2 separate regions of the Mus musculus genome follow, and region 2 is linked to region 1. The links are chromatin contacts, called in public promoter capture Hi-C maps. All regions are on one chromosome and are shown on one strand. The core of a region is the stretch at or near the end of the contact, and the rest is flanking DNA. Distances in the headings are between cores, read along the strand shown.

The links. Promoter capture Hi-C pulls out the DNA fragments that hold promoters and counts their contacts.
Region 2: a promoter capture Hi-C map of hippocampal neurons shows a contact between it and region 1, with 4 times the contacts expected there. The contact joins the promoter of Thoc2 here to the promoter of Gria3 in region 1. A contact is called at or near these places in 2 of 39 promoter capture datasets (cranial neural crest and hippocampal neurons).

The regions. Positions count from the first base shown.
Region 1 is chrX:41,397,325-41,405,050 of GRCm38.p6, reverse strand. It overlaps Gria3 (glutamate receptor, ionotropic, AMPA3 (alpha 3)), which reads right to left and starts at 3,653. Exons shown (of 16, transcript NM_016886.5): 1 at 3,396-3,653; 2 at 2,092-2,250. The coding sequence starts at 3,486.
Region 2 is chrX:41,907,173-41,914,898 of GRCm38.p6, reverse strand. Thoc2 (THO complex 2) reads left to right here and starts at 2,998. Exons shown (of 39, transcript NM_001033422.1): 1 at 2,998-3,098. The coding sequence starts at 3,028.

The DNA.
Region 1 (7,726 bases), core at 2,404-4,903:
TGTATTTGACATAACTAAGGAGGAGGTTTCCTTTTGGTCTTGTTTTTCTTGCTGCTTAGTGAATCTAACCCCTTCTCTTACATTGTTAAGTGTGCAACTATAACCCAGCTTTGTAAGTAAGAGTGCTATGGGTTTAAGTTGAGAGATTCTGATCAGTTGGTTTCCCAGTCCCCTCACTGGCCACTTACTGTCCAATATGGATGGTTTATTACCTGTTCCTAAACCTGAGATTTTTTCTCATGACAGAGATCATTTCCTGACTGTTGTTCAGGTTCTGCTAGCTGGAGGCAGGCTGCTGAGTGTCAGAGCAGTTTGATCAGAAGAACAAAACCCAAAGCTTTGGAAATCAATCATTCCTGAGAAACCAAATGACCCTCTTAGCCCAGAGTTCATCAGTGGAAAGACAGGGAAGGGAGATGAAATATGTATTATCCCTTGTTAATGATAATGCACCCCGTTGGTTTCATGTATTTGGTTTTAAATCTGTTCTAATTGATATTTAGGAAACTGCCTTTCAGATTCAGCCTCTTGAGGAGATCGCAGTGCAGCAGGATTAAGAATCAGATGTGCCTTGTAAATGCTGGAGAGAGGTCGGGGATTACAAAAGGAAGACAGGAAGTATAGCCAGACATTTTGTAACTTTCACACTTTTTTTTTGTCAGTGTTGGAAAACTAAAGAATGTCAAATACAGAGTGTCTCAGAACATGTTCTTAAAAGAATCTGCACCTTCAGCTAAATTTTTCTGCAGGCGGATAACTGTTACATTTTTTGAAAAGTACTTCTTCCACTCCCCCTTCTCTTCAAGCCAAGACTTTAAATCCAATGAAATTTGCTCTTGAGGTCCTGTTTAAGGACTGTTAGGGATTGCACATTTTTGGAGATGGAAGGATTTGAAGAAAGTCATATACAAAGTTAAATTCCAACAGACATAAATACCATTTCCCAAAATGTGGTGAAACTTCAGATTTCAAAGCACACCATTCCAGAGAAACAAGACATACTTTGTGTTAAGTGGCTTCATTTGGGAGAAACTTTTAGTGAAACAAAGCTCTGATGAAGAATTCAGTGTTTCTCACAAAATGTTCTCTCAAGTTAAACACAACAAAACAAAAACCTGTGTCCAACAAGTTATTAACCATTTGAGTTCCTGTGGTTTTACTGTTAAAATTCCCCCTTTGAAAAGAGATAACCATGGGTATAAAGGTGGATTCCAGAAATGGCTTTGGGGCTGATGAAACTCCCCTTTTTAAGTATTCAGTTTTCCTGCTTCAAGCTTCTTCCCACAACCAACCTCTTGCTCTAAATTAAGAACTGTGTTGTCCTTAACAATCATGTGTGTGTGTGTGAGTGTGTGGCTGTGTGTGTGTGTGTTCGTGCACGCGTGCGCAGGCACGATAGCACAGGCAGGATTGGCTTTCCAAAAAGTCACCTGGGCACGGTCTTCCCTCTTGCTTTTAGGCTGACATGCATTTATCACTTGCAATCAGTTTGTAGTCTTATCAGTTCCTATCAGAGCACTCTGGGTAGCACAGAAAGAAAGAAGCCAGGGAATCCAGCCTGATCTATGCTTCAAGGTCACTTGTTTGCAGGGTTCTCATATTTTGTTCCTATGTGTCAGGCCATCATTAAACTCAGCCCATTCCGACCAGCAGACACAGCTTCACCACTCAAGTATTGCATGCCCCGCATTCTCTCAATCAAGGAGCTGCTGTTGCTTCTTTTTTAAAAATTCCATCTGAAATTTCCCTGAACAACCATGCTATTTTCTTTCTTTCTTTCTTTTCCCCCAACAGAAAAGGGTGCGGGGGAGAGAACACCACCAGTTTAGCAGGGAGGAAAGTGGAAGTTTTGCATCAAACATAATTCACCTCAGAGTTTTTGCCCACTGCTTTCAGCCCCGCAGCAGAATCCTTCAAGGTTGATTTATGCAACATGAACCCAGGATTGACAACTGCCTCAGTCTGCTTATTGAGGCAATCACTACCCACCCCCACCCCCAGCACACACGTTTGCAAAGCCCCATACATCACAAACAAAATGCAAATGAGGTCCCCTAAGGTCCCAAAGGGAGCCAACGCAGATCTACTTACAAGCATTAGTCACAGAAAAACTATTGGAGGAATCCAAGTGGTCTACGTGGTAGTTCAAATGGAAGGGCTTCTCAGTGGTGTTCTGGTTGGTGTTGTATAACTGCACAGCAAAGCGGAAAGCACTGTGCTCCTGTACCGTGTTTCTCATGAAAAGTCCACCTAGAAGCAAAGGCAATGGAGATTCGGCTTGTGTCCCCCCTACTTCAGCAGGAGTTAGAAAGTAACAAACAGGAGCTACCAGGCTACCTCAGTGTTTCTGGGAAGCTCAACTGAGGAATGATTTTTTTCAACCTGTGTGTCTTTCAAGACTTGGAAACTCTGCTTTCCACTGTGAAAAACCTGGGTTTTGTACACGGAGGAAACTAAAAAGACGGGAGAAAGAGGAGGCTGCTGTAGGGGAAGGATGAAGGAGCTAAAAGTGGGACTTGGTTCTTTCTTAAGCTTGAGTCTGGCCCCGAACCCTGACTCCAACCCCACCCCCACCCTTAGCCACACAGCTGGTTCATTTTCCCTCCTGGGGTACAGGGGATAGGGTGGGAAGAAAAACAATTTCGTTCCCCTTGCTGTCCCAATCATCCCCTATGACAATACAGGGGGTCAGTTCAGTAAAAGCAACAATTCTAACTTCTCTACTTGCAAATACAGGCAGAGGCGGGGAGAACTCCCTTCCGGCTACTGGAGCTGGTCTCCAGACAGACACAGCCGCAATTCATGAATGCTTGGTCTGCGTGACTTCCCTGCTTGCCCGACTCCTTGTATCACCCCCACTTCCCACCCCATCCTCCATCCACACAGCTACTTCCTTGGTCTGGGGGTTTCAAAGTGGGTTCCTTTTCTTCTAACACTGTCCTGTCTCACTGAAGCCTGAGACGCGGGACGGGGCGACCTGGGCCCAGGTTATGCGTCCTGGCGCGGCCAGACAGGCAGTATCACCCTGGGACAACTTCCAGTGGCTGCAAGCATGCCCTGGCAAAGTCCAGAATAGCGAGCTGAAAAGCCGCGACTCTTAGCCTCTTGCAGCATCCCAACCTCCAGCTTGACTCCCTTGCTCCTCGGTCAGAAAACCTGGCCGTCCACCCGCATTAGCCCCGGGAGACCCCTTCCCTCATCTTGGATGCTCCCCATACTCGTCAGTTCTTTGCAGCTCAGGTCTCCAATATCTCAGCTCAGTCCCCCATCCCTAGACACCGTCCCCAAACCATGCAGGACAGGGACTCATGTTGCGATACCCCCAGCCCCACTAGGGTAGTGGGTTTCAAATGCAGAAGAGCCTGGCCCCCTCTGGCTGGCTCTGGGGAGCTTACCTATGCTGATGGTGTTGGGGAATCCTCCGTGAGAATGACCCAAAAGCCCCAGGACTAAAAAGAAGACCGCCCGGAGCACGCTTTGCCCCATTTTCTTCTGCCTGGCTGTGCTACGCCTAAAACGAAGCTGACAAGAGCATGGGCGCAACTCGGGAGTCGTCAAAATAATAATAGAAAAAGAAAAAGAATTCGCCGGCTCTTACACCCCCTCCCCTCAACTTGCTCTCGCTCGCTCACTCTTCCTTTCCACCCCACACTAATCCTCCTCCGCCGCCGCCTCCTCCTCTTCTCTCTCTCTCTTCTCTCTTCCTCTCTCTCTCCCTCTCCTCTCTTCCTCTCTCCTCTCTTCCTCTCCCCCCTCCCAGGATCTCTCTCACACCCCCTCCACGCCCCCCCACCTCACTTCTGTCTTCACACCAATCTGGAAGGCGGGTTCATTGGCTGCAAGCTGGGTTCCCCAAAGCGATTTCTGAGAGAGAGAGAGAGAGAGAGAGAGAGAGAGAGAGAGAGAGAGAGAGAGAGAGAGAGAAAGGAAGAGAGAGAGAGAGAGAGAGAGAGAGAGAGAGAGAGAGAGAGAACAGACAGAGAGACAGGCAGAGACAGAGACCGGCACAGAGATAGAGACACAGGGAGACAGAAACAGAGAGAATTAAAACCGGAGCAAAACCAAAATCGTAAAAAAACAAAACAAAACAAAACAGGGACGAGATAAAGAAATAAGAAAGAAATTATAAAGAAAACCAAAGGGTTCCCCCGCCCTCGAAGATGGTGGATCTAAAGAGTGGGGAAGAAGAAAAGAGCTAAAAGCCTCAAAGGCTCAGCTCCGGTGAATTGGGTTCTTCCAATTGGGCCGGTAGGGGGATATTGATCAAAGTTGATCTGACGTGGAATTAAAGCCGCACACCGCTTAGCTCCACTGCAAACTGCAGCTCTGGACTGCAAAGCCTAGGCGCCGGCGTATGTCAACACCGGAGATGGGATCAACAGAAATACACCAATCCTCACGTGGACCAGACTTTCAAGCTGCAACCAGTTTCCTGTTTTTAAAAGTCTGCAGTGTCTCTACATCTGTATGTGCGTCTTAAAGATGAAGGGTCTTGAGGGGTGGTTAGTGGTTACTCTTGAGTCTTTGTGAAGAGACTCAGAAAAGCAGTTCCCATCACAATGCGCCCTAAGATGCTGCGCATGCCTGGTCTCTGCCGCTCAGCTCAGCTATTACAGCAGAGAGAGATCCGAGGGCAAGTGAACAACCCCCACCCGCATTCCCCCATCCCCGCAGCACTGGGAGGTGTGTCCCTCCCCCTACCCAAGTGCTGAGGCAGGTTTGCCAGCTGCGGGGGCTGTGACTGCTGACTGCTTTAGAGGGTATAGGAACATAGTATGTGTATGGAGGTGGGAGCTAAAAGGTTAATGAAAAGGACGCTCAGTCCTGCAGACCAAGGAGAGAAGTGTGGGAGTGAGCTGGGATGGGGGTGGGGATTGAAAGTTAAGGTTGGAGGAAAGTGCCCCTTGCTGCTTTGCTCCCTTAATGTTGACTTTAGGTGGATCAACTATTCCCTCCCCCACACTGAGTGCAGACTTCAGAGATTACCACTCTCACCCAACTCTCCTGCCTCTCTCCTAGCTAAGAGGAGAAAAGAATCTAGGAACTCCTACAGTTCACCCTAGGTCTTAGTGAGGAGTAGCCTCCTTCCCAGCAGTTTGTGTATGATCCTTTTGTCCCTACATGCCTTTCCAGAATCCTATTCCCCTCTTGGGACAAAAAGGTATCTCCTCTCCTGTCACATCTTTCTTTCCCACCTTATCTCTGTAAGACACATTTTTTTTTATCCTCTCTACATCTTCTGTTTTTCTTTTTATCTTCTTCTAGTCTGAGGGGATAAAATGAGCCTTTATGTCAGAGCAAAGCAAACTAATATACATGGGGCCAGGAATGAGGGACCAGGGCCCTGCACTCCTTACTCCAGATCTTTGCCTTTAGCAATGCCTAGACTGGAGCTGAGAATAAATGGCCTCCAAACTCTGTGGCAACCAGGAAAGTAGTCCTCAGTTCTTCCCACATTGCTGACAATTCTGACCACGCCTGATCTCTAATTCCATCATTCATGCAAATCCTGTCTCATCTTTGACAGTTCATTGTTGGAAGGAAGGATAAACTTGAGATATAGAGGAGACTCCTTCTTCCAGTAGAAGGAAGATTAGAGCAATAAGATTAGAAGAGAGAAGGCTGACTATCCCTTGACAAATGTGGAGAGTGACTCAGTATTACTGGGGATCATAGACCCAGGACATGGGTCCAGGTTCAAATCTAACTTTGATCACACATAGGTAGTATGCAACCTTGGTCAACTTCAGGAGTCTACATCCTAGTATTTTTGTCTTCAAAATGGGAACATTACTTTTTCTTCCTTTGTAAGGCTATTGTAAGAATTACATAAAATAATGGGTGTAAAAGCATCTAATTCATTAACTGACTCACAGAAGAATCAATACATATTACATTTCCAAATTCACTTCTCTTTTTCTCAACTTGCAAATTGTTCTCAAAAGCCCCACTGTTGTCACCTGCCCTTCTCTCACCATCCTTCCTCACAACCTCAGGCTCTTCTCCAACATCTTCCCTGGAGATAAAAGGGAATCTAGTAGGCCATTCTTTATTAATGTTTTAATGGCAGGCAGTGACAATTTAATACCGAAGTGCCACACTTTAGAAAACCTCTTCCTTGAGTTACTCCATGTCCATTATCTACCTATGTATCTACCTATGTATGTATGTATGTATGTATGTATGTATGTATGTATGTATCTATCTATCTATCTATCTATCTATCTATCTATCTATCTATCAGGTTTTCAGATAACATAGTTGGTGTTTTAATAGAAATTTTGAATGCTATGACCCAAAGGAATAGCACCACAGAGTAGGTTTCAGTTTTGATTTCAGGTGGATGAATAATGGATTTCATGTTGGGGAATGGTTAGTGGTTTTTAGCACACCTCACTTCACTCCTGAAATGAGTGAGGTCCCTATCTATGCTTGGCCAGCCATGAGAAAGGGTGCAAGAAGAGATTTGTGGCTGCCTCTACTGTCATTTGACTTGAAGAGTACTGTGAATAGGTCAGGAACAAAAGATGTGAGGACAGAGGAGCCTCCAGGGCCTGTGCATTGGCAAATCTATCTTCAATGCTGCCCATCTCTTGTCTTTTCATATTTCCCATTACCAGTTCCCTTTTCTTTCCCTTTTCAATGTTTAGCTTTTAGTGGCAGCTATTGGTCTAGTCTCATTTGAGTCAAGAGGGTCAGGTATAATGGTAGATGCATATTGTTATTGGTTGAAAAGCTTGTAGTACACATGTGATATATTTAGATATCAAGCTCCTGTTCAAGGGAGCCATGAGCCACTTTGGAACTTTGTGTCTCCTTTTGCAGTGTAAGGCTGGAGATTATATTAATAGCTTCCTAGCCACAAGAAAAGACTCACATCTAATTGTCTTTCTGTAGTAAACAAGTATTGCCACTAGATTCAGAATTGCATGCTTGTTTTATGATTTGCAACATAATTTTAAGCTGGCTGTGATTCAGATTAAGCAGGAAAAACAAACCAGATCAAAACAACAGAACCCCCTCCCCAAAGCAGAGTTGATTACAGTTGTTATCAAAATGTGAAGAATACTTCTTTTCATTTCATGTATACTTCACTAAGGCTTGGGTTAAGTACATTTAGATAAGCAGAACGAGATGCTGGCTGATAGTGATTGGGGTGGGGGAGCTATACATTAAGTTTCACGCTTGCTAACTTGATCTCTAACAAATAAGGAAAATAGGAACGGGAACCATCCTGATCCATTGGAGAGTTACTTCTATACATTTTAAAGGTAATAAAATTGAGGATTTTTTTCCCCTCTGCTCGATGGGAGGATAATTTTCTTGTCATTTCACTTGAAACTTCGATTTCTTCAACAACACTTATTGACCACCTGCTTTATGACAGACTATGCTAATCACCAGGGATAGAAGAGAGGGAGAAGATTTTTTTTTTTGCCTGCAATGAATTTCACGTGTAGAGCACATGTATTCACTGGCAATGACAAGGCAATATGGTAAGTGATCTGTAAAGGGTATGGGCTAGGTTCCATGACAGCACACAGGAGGGGTCTTGCATATGGGAATCAAGGTTTCCCTTTTAATGTTGATCCAGTCCCAAAGCACTCCAAAACCAGGTGGAAGAGGGTGGTGTTTCAGCTCTCTTTCTGCTGTTATGCTATATAGTCCTTGAATTCCATGATCTGGGATTGTTCCAAGATCAGAAATACTGTCCAAATTGGTAGTC
Region 2 (7,726 bases), core at 1,749-4,248, 510 kb before region 1:
GAGAAACCCTGTCTCAAAAACAAACAAATAAACAAAAGTACATATCTTAGGGGTAATATTTTCTAAATGCCTTCAATTAACATTCCTAAAGTGATGACTTTACATTTGCTTAGTCAAATTGAAATCCCCTTTAACCCCCTTCCCTCCAAGAAACATGTTTGAGAATAAGTTGAAAAATGTGTTATTATTTCAGAGAGATTTTTTGGGGGGGGAGGTTGGTTGCAGTTTTCTAGTAACTTTGGTCAAAGAAGAAACTACAGGGAAGAAATTAGATTTCAGTAATGTCTTTCTTCTTTTTCTTCCTCCCTTATTGTCTTAGTTAGGGTTTTACTGCTGTGAACAGACACCATGACCAAGGCAAGTCTTATAAAAAAACAACATTTAATTGGGGCTAGCTTACAGGTTCAGAGGTTCAGTCCATTGTCATCAAGGTGGGAGCACGGCAGCATCCAGGCTGTCATGGCGCAGGCAGAACTGAGAGTTCTATGTCTTCATCCAAAGGCTGCTAGTGGAAGACTGACTTCCAGGCAACTAGGGTGAGGATCTTATACCCACACCCACAGTGGCACACCCATTCCAACCAGGTCACACCTATTCCAACAAGGCCACACCTCCAGATGGTGCCACTCCCTGGTCCAAGGATATACAAACCATCACACCTATTTACTGTTAGGGTGAAAGGGGGGTGGTAAAGGATGGGAAAAATGAGAACCCACAAAGTTGCAAAGACCAGCTATGTATAGCCCTAAGATGGCTTCAGTTTGAGGAGCCTTCTGGCCTCGCCTCAGAGTACTGGAATTACAGGCTTCTGCCACCATGCTAGGCTGAGTCTTCTTTTTCATTATTTTAAATGTTTTTTAAATGTCTCCCTTCCATGAAGCCCCCACTCCATCCCCCTCTCCTTTGCTTCTAAAAGGGTGCTCCCCTACCCACCCACTCCCACCTCACCCCTCTAGCATTAATAGATGGAAGTAGAAAATATCATCCTGAGTGAGGTCTTGTTTCTTTTAAAAGATTTCTTTTTTTTTTTAAACATTTCTGTGTGTGTGTGTGTATGGATGCTTCATCCGCATGTATGTCTTATACAATATATGTGCACTGCCATCAGGGGTCAGAAGAGGGTATCAGATCCTTTGGGGTTGGAGTTACACATTGTTTCAAATCACCACTTGGCTGCTGGAATCCAACCTGTGTCCTCTGGAAGAGCAACCAATTCTTGTAACTGCTGAGTCATTGCTCCAGCCAAGTCTTGTTTCTTAAAACAGAATTGTATACATATTTCTGTAATAAGTAAGAACTCAGGAATATTGGAGGGGGGTGTGTTATGCACGTGGAGGTTTAGAAGTGACCCAACCATTGAGCTGTAAGGCCATATTAAAATAGGAGGCTTCACTTGTGTGTGAACCCAGAACATTGGGGGTTTGGGACGGGGTGGGTAGCAAGTGGTGCTGCTGCTACCACTGGGACGATTTGAGTAGAGTTATTTGGATTCAGTAACATGATACAATATTATTATTTAATTACAGATACCCCAATGAAGTCAATTGTGCCAGTAATGCCCTTTATAGCAAAAGAAAAATATGATTTTTGGAGGGGAGAAAATCCCTTGTATTTCTTGTTTCCATTAATCTTTTTAAAAAAGTCTGTATGTAATCATTTGGCAGGCTTGGAGCTTGCTATGTAGATAATACTGGCCTGTGACTCACAGAGATCCTTCTGCCTCTGCCTCCAGTCTTCAAAAATCTGGAAGAATTACTATCTTCTAAGAGCTTGGCAACTTTGAAAAGTACAGGGTAGTAATTTTGTAGATTCTCTCTCAATAATGGTTATGACTGCTGCCCTACAATATTGAATTAATATATAAAATTTGGGTATTAACAATTTTTAAAATTTGAGTAGTGTTTCTTCTAGCACTTCACAGGCATTTCACGGGCAGTCCCATGGTGTCCGTCTTTTCACTTGCTTGTCTACCTTGCATTAATTACATTCAGGCCAATGGGAAGTTGCTATGTTCCTGCCTCAGGTTCCCAAGTGTTGGAATTATATCTGTGGAACCCTGTGCCTGGTTCACTTGCTCTGTTTCTGAGATAATTTAGCTTTTTCCCCCCAGTAGTGAAGTACCAAAGCAGAGCCTGGTTCAAGGTAAGCAAGTGCTCTAGACCACAGCTACAGGGTTTTTTTTTTTTTTTTTTTTGTTTTTTTGTTTTTTTGTTTTTGGTTTTGGTTTTTCGAGACAGGGTTTCTCTGTGTAGCCCTGGCTGTCCTGGAACTCAAGCTGTAGACCAAGCTGGCCCGGAACTCAGAAATCTGCCTGCCTCTGCCTCCCCAGTGCTGGGATTAAAGGCGTGAGCCACCACTGAAGGTATAGCTCTAACCCTGGTGGAATTTATTTTCACCAACACAGGGAGATATCTTCCATATTTTCCTACAGTAACGTTTTCTCTTTGTAATAAGAAATATTTTTTGTAGAGAGATTATAACACCTTAAACATCGTTTCTCGGCATAGTAATACTCCCTAGTTTGACAGCTCAAGTAAGGAGTTAGGATTTGGCGGAGCATGCGGTTCCCAGCTTTTGTCCATTATGTGTGCCCTGTCCGTATTAATTTTCTATTTAGTCGTTAGTTGAGATATTTCTTATCTCATGTTCCTTTTTTTCCAGAAGCTCATGTCATGGCTTACAGTTCCAGCATCCACCAATGCCTAACAGACCGAGTGATTGAAAAATTACGAGTTTGAATTAGTGGCTTGGGGTAGAGATTACGGGAGATCATAAAGGCCACAGCGGCCTGGCGTTTTTGTTTTTTGTTTAATGTGTATATGTTCTAAAGGGAAGTAGGGGTGAGAGCTGTGGCACCCGCCACCTCTTTGTCGGCCTGGCCCAGGACTTCCGTTTGGTGGGGAAGTAGGTGGGGCGGGAAATCTAAACCCGAGTTCGCAGCTTCCGTCACTCCCCGTGGGCGGCGCTCCCCTTTGACCCCGCGCTCGGGAGCTACACATCCGGGCCACTGTTACTAGCGAGGGGAAGATGGCGGCCGCGGCTGTGGTGGTTCCCGCAGAGTGGATAAAGAACTGGGAGAAATCAGGGAGAGGCGAATTGTGAGTGTTTCTGACCGAGGGAAGGCGCCGGGCCGCCCTGAGGTCGGGGCGCTGGGCGCAGTCGGAAGTGGGGTACAGGGGCCGGGGGGCAGCGGCGCCCCCTCCCCCACCCGCACCCGGGCGGCGGATGAGGATGGTTGGTTGGTCCGGAGTTTCCACTTGGCTGAGGAGCGGAGCCGGGAGCCGCCACTATCGCCGCCGCCGCCGCTGAGCGTCTTGCCTTCCCTCCGACCTCCCCGAAAGCCCCGTGGTCCCCGGGAGCCCCGCTTCCTTTAGGTCTCTCCGCAGAACTTCCGTCTCGTCCCCTCAGGTCCCCCTGGGCTCCTGCCCTGTCGCTTTTTTGTCTGTCTGGCTCATCGTCTTAACTCAGCTCGCTGGGCTCGGCTCCTTTTCTCTCCGTGGCTTCGCAGCCGGAGCTGTGTGGGTCCGCCACTTGCCATGTCTCTCACTGTCCCGTTTTATCTTCTTATTTTTATTTGTCCCCCCCCCCCCCGGGATCTAAGACGACTCCCGCACTTTGGTTCCCGGCCTCTCCTGTGCCCGAAGTCTTAGGAGGGCGAACTGTCCCGAACTCTCTGCTCCTCGCCGCTGGTGGCAGAGGAGCCCGGGGCGTCGGGGACAGCCAGGCATGGCACCTCTGCTTTCTCAGGGAGCGGCAGCTTGCGCTGCCCTGGCCCTGCGGTACTCGGGAAAGTGTGGCAGGGATTGCCGCTTCTTTTTGCCAAGTCCCTGCCGGCGTGTCACCTCGCCGTGGTTTCGGGATGGGATTCAACTTTTCCTGGTAGAAGGTTTAGGGAACTCCATTTTGGCCTGGGACTGCAGCGAGTGCTCGCCCTCCTCGAGGCTTTTCTAGTACTTTAGGATGATCTCTGTGTCCTTTAAGTCATAAACTTACTTTGTACCGTCACCGGTAATTTCCTACAGTAGCGGCTTTCGCGCCTCCCAGTAGCCACCCCACCCCCGACTCCCCGTTTAAGTTGACAGAATTAATCACTGATTAAAAAAAAAAAAGTTGTAATTTCTTCTTCTGAGTCGCTCTGGAAGCTTAGCAGTCAATCCTATGTGAGATTAACTCTCTTTAGCTGCTTGAGTTGTCTCCCTCCACACTCCCACACTCATCCAGTATCAGGTTCCCAGTTGCTCACGGGAAGATAGGAATCTTTAAAACTTTGTTACTTCAAAGAAACCCGGTACACCAAGCTCTTGTGACTTGACTTACTCCCACATCCCTTTGCTGTTCTGTGAAACGTTAACAGCGTGAGTCCTAGAATTGGATTGTCTGAGTAAGTGGCTAGCTTAGCCCACTTAACCAGCTGAGTGACCTTGGATAAATTCGTAACCATTTGGGGCCGTTTCCCCTTGAGTAAATTGGGAATAAGAAGCGTTCTACTCGAAGGATTGTTGAGAAGAGTTAATGTCTATAAAGCACTTGGGTTATAGTAAGTGCGCAAGTGATAGCTATTAAAAGTAATATTATTCCAGCTTTTAGAAATTTAAAGTTCTCGGGACAGCTCTTTGCTTGGCGATTAGTTGGCCTCTGACATCCTGCATATTTACTTTTGTATGCTAATGAGTTGAGAGGCCCTTGGAGAACGGGGATGTCATCTCATTTTTTTTTTTTTTTTTGGTAGGACATGTCCTCCAGTATATACTTAGAGTTCCTTCGAGTTTTGTTAACTCAGAGGTCTGTCTCACATCTAAAAGAAGCATTCATGTTTACTTTTTATGTGCTGTTTAACCAGCTACCTGTTTGTCGAGTGCTGAGAAGGCAGGATGGGAAGCAGCTCGAGGGAACAGGGCCAGATTGGAGGGAGAGCCTCCGCAGACAGTTCAGTCCGTCCTTATTTAGCATCTAAAGCGGATTCATTTGTGAACTGTCGTGTTTGTGGGTTTCTCAGCTTCCTTCTTCTGGATGGATTTCACTGTGTGTATGGAGGGTAGCATGTGCTCCATCAGTGAGCTACATCCACAGGCCTAGCTGCTTTTGTTTTTGTTTTGTTTTGTTTTTTTTTAACAGTTTAATGTTTTTACTTCCACTTTAGAATAGGAGGAGGAGCCCTGCCTAACTTCTGACTGGCAATAGGTGGAGAAAAACTAAGTGGTGTATGAAGCCAAGAATATAAAGTGGGATTTTGAGTTTATATGTGTTTACATGATCCATGCTACCTAGTGTTAAAAGAGCTACTTAAAAACTGTACTTAGGATTTTCATGTATTTATTGTATAGCTTGTGGACTGTGGGTTTGAAGTACAGTAGATTCAAATTAGTGTGACAGTTTAATGATTATATAAATATAATTTCTGTAAGAGAACTTATCTTAAAAAAAAAAAGCCAGGAGGCAGAGGCAGGGGGATTTCTGAGTTCGAGGCCAGCCTGGTCTACAAAGTGAGTTCCAGGACAGCCAGGGCTATACAGAGAAACCCTGTCTTGAAAAACCAAAAAAAAAAAAAAAAAAAAAAAAAAAGAGAGAGAGAGAGAGAGAGAGAGAGAACGTATCTTTTTTTTGAGACAATTACCTTGTAGCTCATACTGAGAGAGAGAGAGAGAGAGAGAGAGAGAGAGAGAACGTATCTTTTTTTTGAGACAATTACCTTGTAGCTCATACTGACCTTGAATTTATTATCATCTTACGCATGTCCCACTACATTAGCTGAGAATTTAAAGTTGGATGGCACAGCTTGATGTGGTGTCTCACACTTGTAATCCTAGCACTTGGGAGGATAAGGAAGGAGTCCCGGGAGTTTGAGGTCAGCAGAGGCTACACAGTTAACTTTGTTGGAAACAAAACAATAAAAGGCAAAAGAAACAAGGCTTGAGAGCTGTCTGGGGTAAGGAGTTAGGAACCTTTACTTACTTCAGTTCTTAGGACCCACATCTGATGGCTTATGGTCTCCTGTAACTCTAGTTCCAAGGGATAAAACCTCTGGTCTCACAGGCACCTGTACACACACACACACACACACACACACACACACACACACACACCAAACACATACATACACACAGCTATACAACTAAAACATATCTAAATAACCAAAAAACTGAAGCTGTTTAATCTAACGAAATATTCTAAGGTTTGCCTTACTGGTGAATGAATCTAGAGGCTTTGTACATATTAAGCAACTACTACTACGAAACTATATCTTCAGCCCTTTACAAAATTATTATATTAGCATACAGAGTAATACATTTTATTATGGCATTTTCATACATGTGTCATAGTTTTAGTTTGCTGGTTTCCTCCCTACTGCTTTCCTCTGCCCACTTCTTGCTGGCCCTTTTTTCCTAACTAGACCTGCCATTTTCTTTTCGTCTTTTCTCTTTTTTTGTCTTCTCTTCTTCTTGTCTTGTCTCTTCTTTGACTCTGTAGCCATGGCTGGCCTGGGACTCACTTTGTAGAGCAGACTGGAAAATGCTGGGATTAAAGGCATACATACATACATACACCACCATGGCTGACCTTCATTACCTACTCTTTGTTAATTAATTAATTTATTTGGTTTTTCGAGACAGGAATTTTCTGTGTAGCCCTGGCTGCCCTGGAACTCACTCTAGACCAGGTTGGCCTCAAACTCAGAAATCCGCCTGCCTCTGCCTCCCAAGTGCTGGGATTAAAGGCGTGTGCCACCATTGCCACCTATTTTTAATCTACTCTTTTCTTTCACTTGAATTCTCTCCTCCTCTCTCATTGTACCTTTCTATTTTCATGACTTACACATACGTATATGTACACTTAGAAATGTGGTTTTTGGCATGCTTAAAATAATAATTTCCTGTTGTATCTGTAAATATATTGATTTTATTTTCCTTTATGCCTGGTCCATTTTGCTGTCACCTTCTTTTCTTCCTTGTCTTCTTCTTCCTCCTCCTCCTCTTCCTTCCCCTCCTTCCCCTCTTCTTTTATTCTTTTGGGTTTTCAAGTCAGGGTTGTCTCTGTGTAGCTCTAGCTGTCCTGGTCTGCCTCCCAAGTGCTGGGATTAAAGGTATGTCCCCACCACAGGCAGGCTTCCTTTTTTAAAGACGGTGTCTCTTGTATCCTAAGCTGGCTTTGAACTGTTGTATAACTGAGAATGACCTTAAATTTGTGATCTTCCCTCTATTTCCCAAGTGCTGGAAAGTTCTAGGAAGGCGAACCACACCCGGTTTATTCACTCCCGGGGATTGAACCCAGGGCATAAGATATGCTAAGGCAAGCACTGTACCAACTTTTTATTCAGTCCGGGGGATTGAACCCAGGGCATAAGATATGCTAAGGCAAGCACTGTTCCAACAGAATTACATCCTCAGACCTTTAATTTTCTGTTTTGAGATAGGGTCTTGTTCAGTTGTCTAGGCCAGCATTGAACATGAAACCATCCCATCCCCATTCCATTCTCTCAAGTTGCTGGGATTGCAGGACTGCACTGTCAGGTCCTGTCATAATGAACTATTTTAAACAATCACTATTTAGATATTGTAAACACATCATCATCCTCTACTCTGTTTTTATTCATTTGTCTTCTTTTCCTTATGTACAAACTTTGTTTAATAGAGCTTAATTTTAGAGGTTTTAAAAATCATGTTACATACATTAGCATTTTCATCTTGTTAAAACAAATAATATTGTTATTTGGAAAAAATGTCTTGAA